2 separate regions of the Mus musculus genome follow, and region 2 is linked to region 1. A link is a contact called in public Hi-C data. All regions are on one chromosome and are shown on one strand. Each heading gives the region's core, a stretch centred on a gene start, on an enhancer-like site or on the middle of the called end of the contact. The rest is flanking DNA. Distances are from core to core; before and after follow the strand shown.

The links. Hi-C and Micro-C count contacts between places; a contact is called where the count stands out from the background.
Region 2: a Hi-C map of B cells shows a contact between it and region 1, with 5 read pairs. The contact joins the promoter of Zfp213 here to the promoter of Sod2 in region 1.

Annotation. Positions count from the first base shown.
Region 1 is chr17:13,006,207-13,009,103 of GRCm38.p6, forward strand. It overlaps Sod2 (superoxide dismutase 2, mitochondrial), which reads left to right and starts at 1,633. Exons shown (of 5, transcript NM_013671.3): 1 at 1,633-1,862; 2 at 1,978-2,180. The coding sequence starts at 1,840.
Region 2 is chr17:23,562,976-23,565,781 of GRCm38.p6, forward strand. It overlaps Zfp213 (zinc finger protein 213), which reads right to left and starts at 1,251. Exons shown (of 6, transcript NM_001033496.3): 1 at 994-1,251. 6330415G19Rik (RIKEN cDNA 6330415G19 gene) reads left to right here. Exons shown (of 2, transcript NR_126484.1): 2 at 795-2,319.

The sequences.
Region 1 (2,897 bases), core at 383-2,882:
CAGCCCAGGAGAAAGCAGTTGTTGCAGTCAACAAAGATGAAAAAGGAGTGGAGATCTGAAGACCGCTTTGACATCAGCCATGGAGACGCAGAGTTTGGAGTTTACCCAGCTGGTTTCCTGTCTTTCTTTGGGGATTACAGTTAAGTGATTGGATGAATCTCAGAAGAGACCTTGAACTTTGGATTTTTAATATTGTTGAGACTGCTATAGACTATGAGGACTTGAAAAGTTTGACTAAATGCATTTTTTTTTGTTTTTGTTTTTGTTTTTTTTTTTTGAGGCAGGGTTTCTCTGTATAGCCCTGGCTGTCTTGGAAATCACTTTGTAGACCAGGCTAGCCTTGAACTCAGAAATCCGCCTGCCTCTGTCTCCGGAGTGCTGGGATCAAAGGCATGTGCCACCACACCACCATAGCATTTTGCATTATGCTATGTTTAAGTATGGCCCCCCATAGACTCATGTTTTTGAACAAGTCTATGGGGGGCCAGGGAGTGGAGCATGATGGTTTGTATATTCTTGGGCCAGGGAATGGCACCATCTGGAGGTGTGGCCTTGTTGGAATAGGTGTGACCTGGTTGGAATGGGTGTGTCACTGTGGGTGTGGGCATAAGATCCTCACCCTAGTTGCCTGGAAGTTAGTCTTCCACTAGCTGCCTTTGGATGAGGACATAGAACTCTCAGCTCTGCCTGTGCCATGCCTGCCTGGATACTGCCATGCTCCCACCTTAATGATAATGGACTGAACCTCTGAACCTGTAAGCCAGCCACAAGTAACTGTTGTTTTTTATAAGACTTGCCTTGGTCATGGTGTCTGTTCACAGCAGTAAAACCCTAACTAAGACACAGGTCATCCATACAGCTCCGGTCTGACGCCTGTGGACAGGTTTCTCCCTACCGGAAAGCATCCTCTTGCAATTCCCCTTACCCTAAGCCCTGTCATCCTTAGGAGGCCTGCAAAGGGGGTGGGAAAAAACCACCGGGAACTACTCAGCCAACTGCCTTCTGCTTTCTTAGTGTTTTCTAATCAGGGAAGACATAAACCCATTAAGTAGAAGAGGAAAGCTGTATAATTGTTATGGAAACATTTGATAGCCACTGCTTCTTAGACTAATAAGTCCACAAAGGGAAACAATGTCCTTTTACATTTGGTCGAGTGGGTTGGTTTTTGAAGTCACTGAATGTTGCAGAGTTTAATCAAGAAAGATGAACCTCGCCTTCTAATCCGGACTCTTACTAGTTAACTGGCAAGCTGCACCCGGAGTCCGCAACCCCAGTCTCAGGGGCAACAAAGATGAACACACGCAAACCTGCGACGTGATTTAATGTCAGGTTAGGCCCCAGGGAAGGTCACTCCGGGCATAAATTAACTGGGTCAGAGGGGCCCTGATTACTCCATAATTCTGACCAGCAGCAGAGCCTTGGCTTTCCGGAGGAAAGTCTCCAGGGTTTCCCAGAAGCAGGAGTAGAAATAGAGTGGAAGCTTTGCAGCTCACAGCCAGAGCTGGACAGGGCGGCCCGAGGAGGGGCGGAGCCACACCGCGGGGCGGACGGGGTTCCCCGAGGCGGGGCGGGGCCAAGGCCGATGGTGGGGGCGTGGCTGTAGCAAGCACGCGGCCTCTACCAATTTGGCACAGGGGAGACGTTGCCTTCCCAGGATGCCGCTCCGTTATGCGCCGGGCCGTCCGTGTCGCCGTCCTCCCCTCCGCTGATGGGCGCTGCGGGCAGGGTCACCGCTTCGCTGTGTCCTTGCGGACGCCGGGCGGACGCTGCCTAGCAGACGCGCGCCTGCGAGCGAACGGCCGTGTTCTGAGGAGAGCAGCGGTCGTGTAAACCTCAATAATGTTGTGTCGGGCGGCGTGCAGGTGAGCGGCAGGGCCCCGGGGCCTCGGCGTCCCCTACGGGTGGGTCTCGGGGCGGCGGGCGTGGCTGGCTCGCCGTGTCAGTGGCGTGACCCGCCGTCCTCTCTGTTCCTCTCAGCACGGGCAGGAGGCTGGGCCCTGTGGCCGGTGCCGCGGGCTCCCGGCACAAGCACAGCCTCCCAGACCTGCCTTACGACTATGGCGCGCTGGAGCCACACATTAACGCGCAGATCATGCAGCTGCACCACAGCAAGCACCACGCGGCCTACGTGAACAATCTCAACGCCACCGAGGAGAAGTACCACGAGGCTCTGGCCAAGGGTAGGTGCGGGGCCCCTGCACACGAGGATCCCGGTGGCCGGACGGAGGTCTGTTTCGATGCCGGGGAATACCTCCGTTGGTTCGCATAAACGTCCTTTCCTATCCCGGAAAACACAGGACCTCACGAAAGTACTTGACGGACCTTACTGTTGTGTCCTTTTTTGTCACCCGTGTTGCTAGCTAGCATTGGTGGTGGTCCTTTAAAGACAGCTCTCGGACGCTGCTCCTTTTTGCGTAATGAATATTTAGTTTTTGTTTTGCATATGAATATTTAAAATATGCGGTTGTTATATAACGTGGCTTCAGGAGAGTTTGTTTTGCTTATTTTTCAGGTAGCCTTGGCAGCCATTTGCAGGAGGGTTGAGAGTGCCCGAGCTGGGTCAGCCAGGTGCCCTTGGGTGAGAGGGTGGTTGGGGCTAGAAGTGGCTGGGGTTTTGCTGAGAGCAAGCGATATTGGTGGCCTGGCAGCAGGTGCAGGAGAGGGTCTGAAGTGGCATCAGAAGACTGCAGTCCGAGTTGTGATTATTGTCACCGTTGTGGACAACAATAGGATTAGTTCAGTCTAGGGCTGGGACTCCCTGACCCCTTGGATATCTCTGGACATCCTGTTTCACACTCTTTACCCTTGGGGGGGGGGGGAGGAAAAGACAGGAACGAGCACTTAGCTGCAGAACAGGCTAGACTTGGTACTTTTGGGGTCAAAGTTCACAAGAAAAA
Region 2 (2,806 bases), core at 1-2,500, about 11 Mb after region 1:
CTAATCCAAGAACTGTAGGGACCAAGGCAGGAGTGGCCAGAGTTAGAATCAGTCTGAGCTATAGAGTAACAATGTCTTTTAAAAATTATAATTATCGTGTTTAATTATAAATGTAGTCTTAAGTCCCTCTACTGATGGGCCATACTGTTATTTTTCTCAAATTTGAAAACTCACAAATTTATGGGGCTGGATAGATGGCTCAGTGGTTAAGAGTATGTCTTTGTCTTGTCAAGGCCCCAGACTCAATTTCCAGCATCCACATAGAGGCTCACAACCATCTGTAATTCCAGTTCTGAGGTATCTGACAGCCTCTGTTGGCCCTTCTTGAACACTACATACATGTGGTACACTTACATACATGAAAGCCAACACTTAAGACATATAAAAATCTTTGTTTTTTGTTTTTTTTTTAATAAAAAGCTTACAAATTCCAGAAACACCTTACTCCAATTAAGGGGCAGATGGGTAGGAGGCCTCATGAACACCATTTATTCACAACTATATATGAATGTATGGCAAGTATTTGTATTTTATGTTGTTATTACTTCACATACTCTCATACGTGTGACTTGAATTTTTCTCTTTTATTTCAACAGTCTAATTAGCATGAACATCATAAATTAAAGAACGGGAGGGAAGTGTTAATATAACAATGTTTCTTTTTGATTCACTGACAATCTGATATATGACGGTGACATATTTTTTTACTGAAAATAGTTATCTCCAGAATCTACAAGCACGGGATGTGTGTTTTACATAAATGAGATCTTATGAGCAAACCATTTTTCACCTAGCAACGTTTCTTCGAAAGTGAACCTATACGCTTCCGTGGCACGGGGTACTTCAGTTTCTCAACCAACCCAAGTGATGCATACGGGCGGTTTCCATTTCTTCTCCACTACCACAAGCACTTCGTTTACGCTTCTCTTCTCGAGCCTTCTGCCTTATCCTCCAGTGACCGAGGAGGTGTCCTCAGGGAGGGCCCGGACTCACCAGGGTCGCTCGGCAGGACGTGGGAAATGGGGACGGTCCCCAGCAGCCTGGTGAGGGTGGCCGGGCTCCGCGTGGCAGACCCGGAGAACCCGGAGGCGCCGGCAGCCCGCGCTGCTCCCAGGAACTTGTCCTCTCCCGCAGGCGCCTCGAGCGCCGAATCCGCAGGATCCGGTCTGCGCAACGCGCCGGTCCCGCCCCCAGGACACACCGCCCAGAGCCGCGCGGGAGCTCGGCGCTTCCCCAGCAGCGCCCGGGGCAGGAAGCTCGCGCGGGGGGCGCTGGGAAACCAGCTGGCGCATGCGCGGGGATAAGCATTTGGCGCTTGTACTATCCAGAATGTCGGAGATGGGCAGCCAATGAACAGGGAGGATTCTCACGACTAAGCCGATCTGACACCCTGGAGCTAGAGATTTGGAAGAAGTCTCATTTTCGCTTTCTGGGTCGCACTATACCTAAGTCGGATGCTTGGGAGGTCTCGGGGCTTCCTGGAAAGTGCAGTCTAATTCGAGCGGAGCCTCCATCATGGTCAGTACCTCCTGCCCTCCTATCAGCAGCTACATCTGTACTGAGCTGAGGAACAGGAGTCCTGATGCCTAGGGACACTGAACAGGAGGCCCACCTCTGCCCGGGCATGTGTTAAGCATTACTGTAGTTTGTTAAAGTCACTATTGGTGTTAATGGTAAATTACCTTTATATTGTAAACATACTTTCCTATAAAATAGACAAAACCAGAACGGGGCAATTTGACTCTGTGTGGCAACTGTCGGACTCTCCCTTGTTTCCCTTGCTGCCTTGAGCAAAAGAACTGTTAGTCAAACAGCCAGCCGGACTGACCTCATGCCAGCACCAGCTATCTGAAACACTCAATGGACACCTTTCGAGAACTACACATTGATCAAAGCTGATTGTCCCTGCAGCTTCAGGCAGGGCTGTTTTGAGACAGGCTTCAGTTCTTGCTGCCACAAGCCTCTGGATTCTAGATACCCTGAAACCATGTCCACGTAGACTACAGAGGGTACATTTCCTTCTGTAATTGATTGCTAAAAGGCAAGGTTGTAGTTGTCTAAACCCTGCTTCGCAGGATGCCTCCTGAATGCACATCAGGCTGCGAGATTCTTGTACTGTACTGTCTTTCCTGATGTTGCTGTATCAGACCAGGTGATACAGTGGAGTAGTGAAGGCTGTATTTCACGTCATGCACCCCAGATCTACTTATCTCTCTGGCCTCATATCCTTCCTTGCCTTTGCAACCTCCCCACCCCTGAAATAAAACACACAATCAACAAAGAAAGAAAACATCTCACTGCCGTGGAAGCTGTAGTATATCACAGTGTCCTGTGTTTTTTTTCTTTTAAAAACTTTTTATGATATAAGTATTTCACCTGCATGTGTGCATATGTACAGCATTCATCCCTGGTGCCTCTGGAGGTCAGAAGAGGGCATTAGATCCCCTCGAGTTACAGAGGGTTGTGACATCACCATGTAGGTGATGGAAGACAAACTCTGGTTGTCTTTTGTGTAAGCCTAAAGTACATGTGTGGGGGGTAATAAGTATGCATACATATTCAAGTTGCATATCCTCCTATCCCACGCCGATATCTGGTTACTTATGACTAAAGGAGGCTCTGTAACTAATGCAAACCACTCTTGTCAAGCTGTCACAGGAACTTCACCTCGGTTGGGTGAAACTCCTATCTCTGGCTCTTTTCAGGCTATGAGCGACCTCTCCTCATCCCACCTTTTGGGCTCATGTATGGATGTCTGGTCCCAACTTCTGGTCTTCTACCTAAATGCTCTCCCCTACCAGACCAT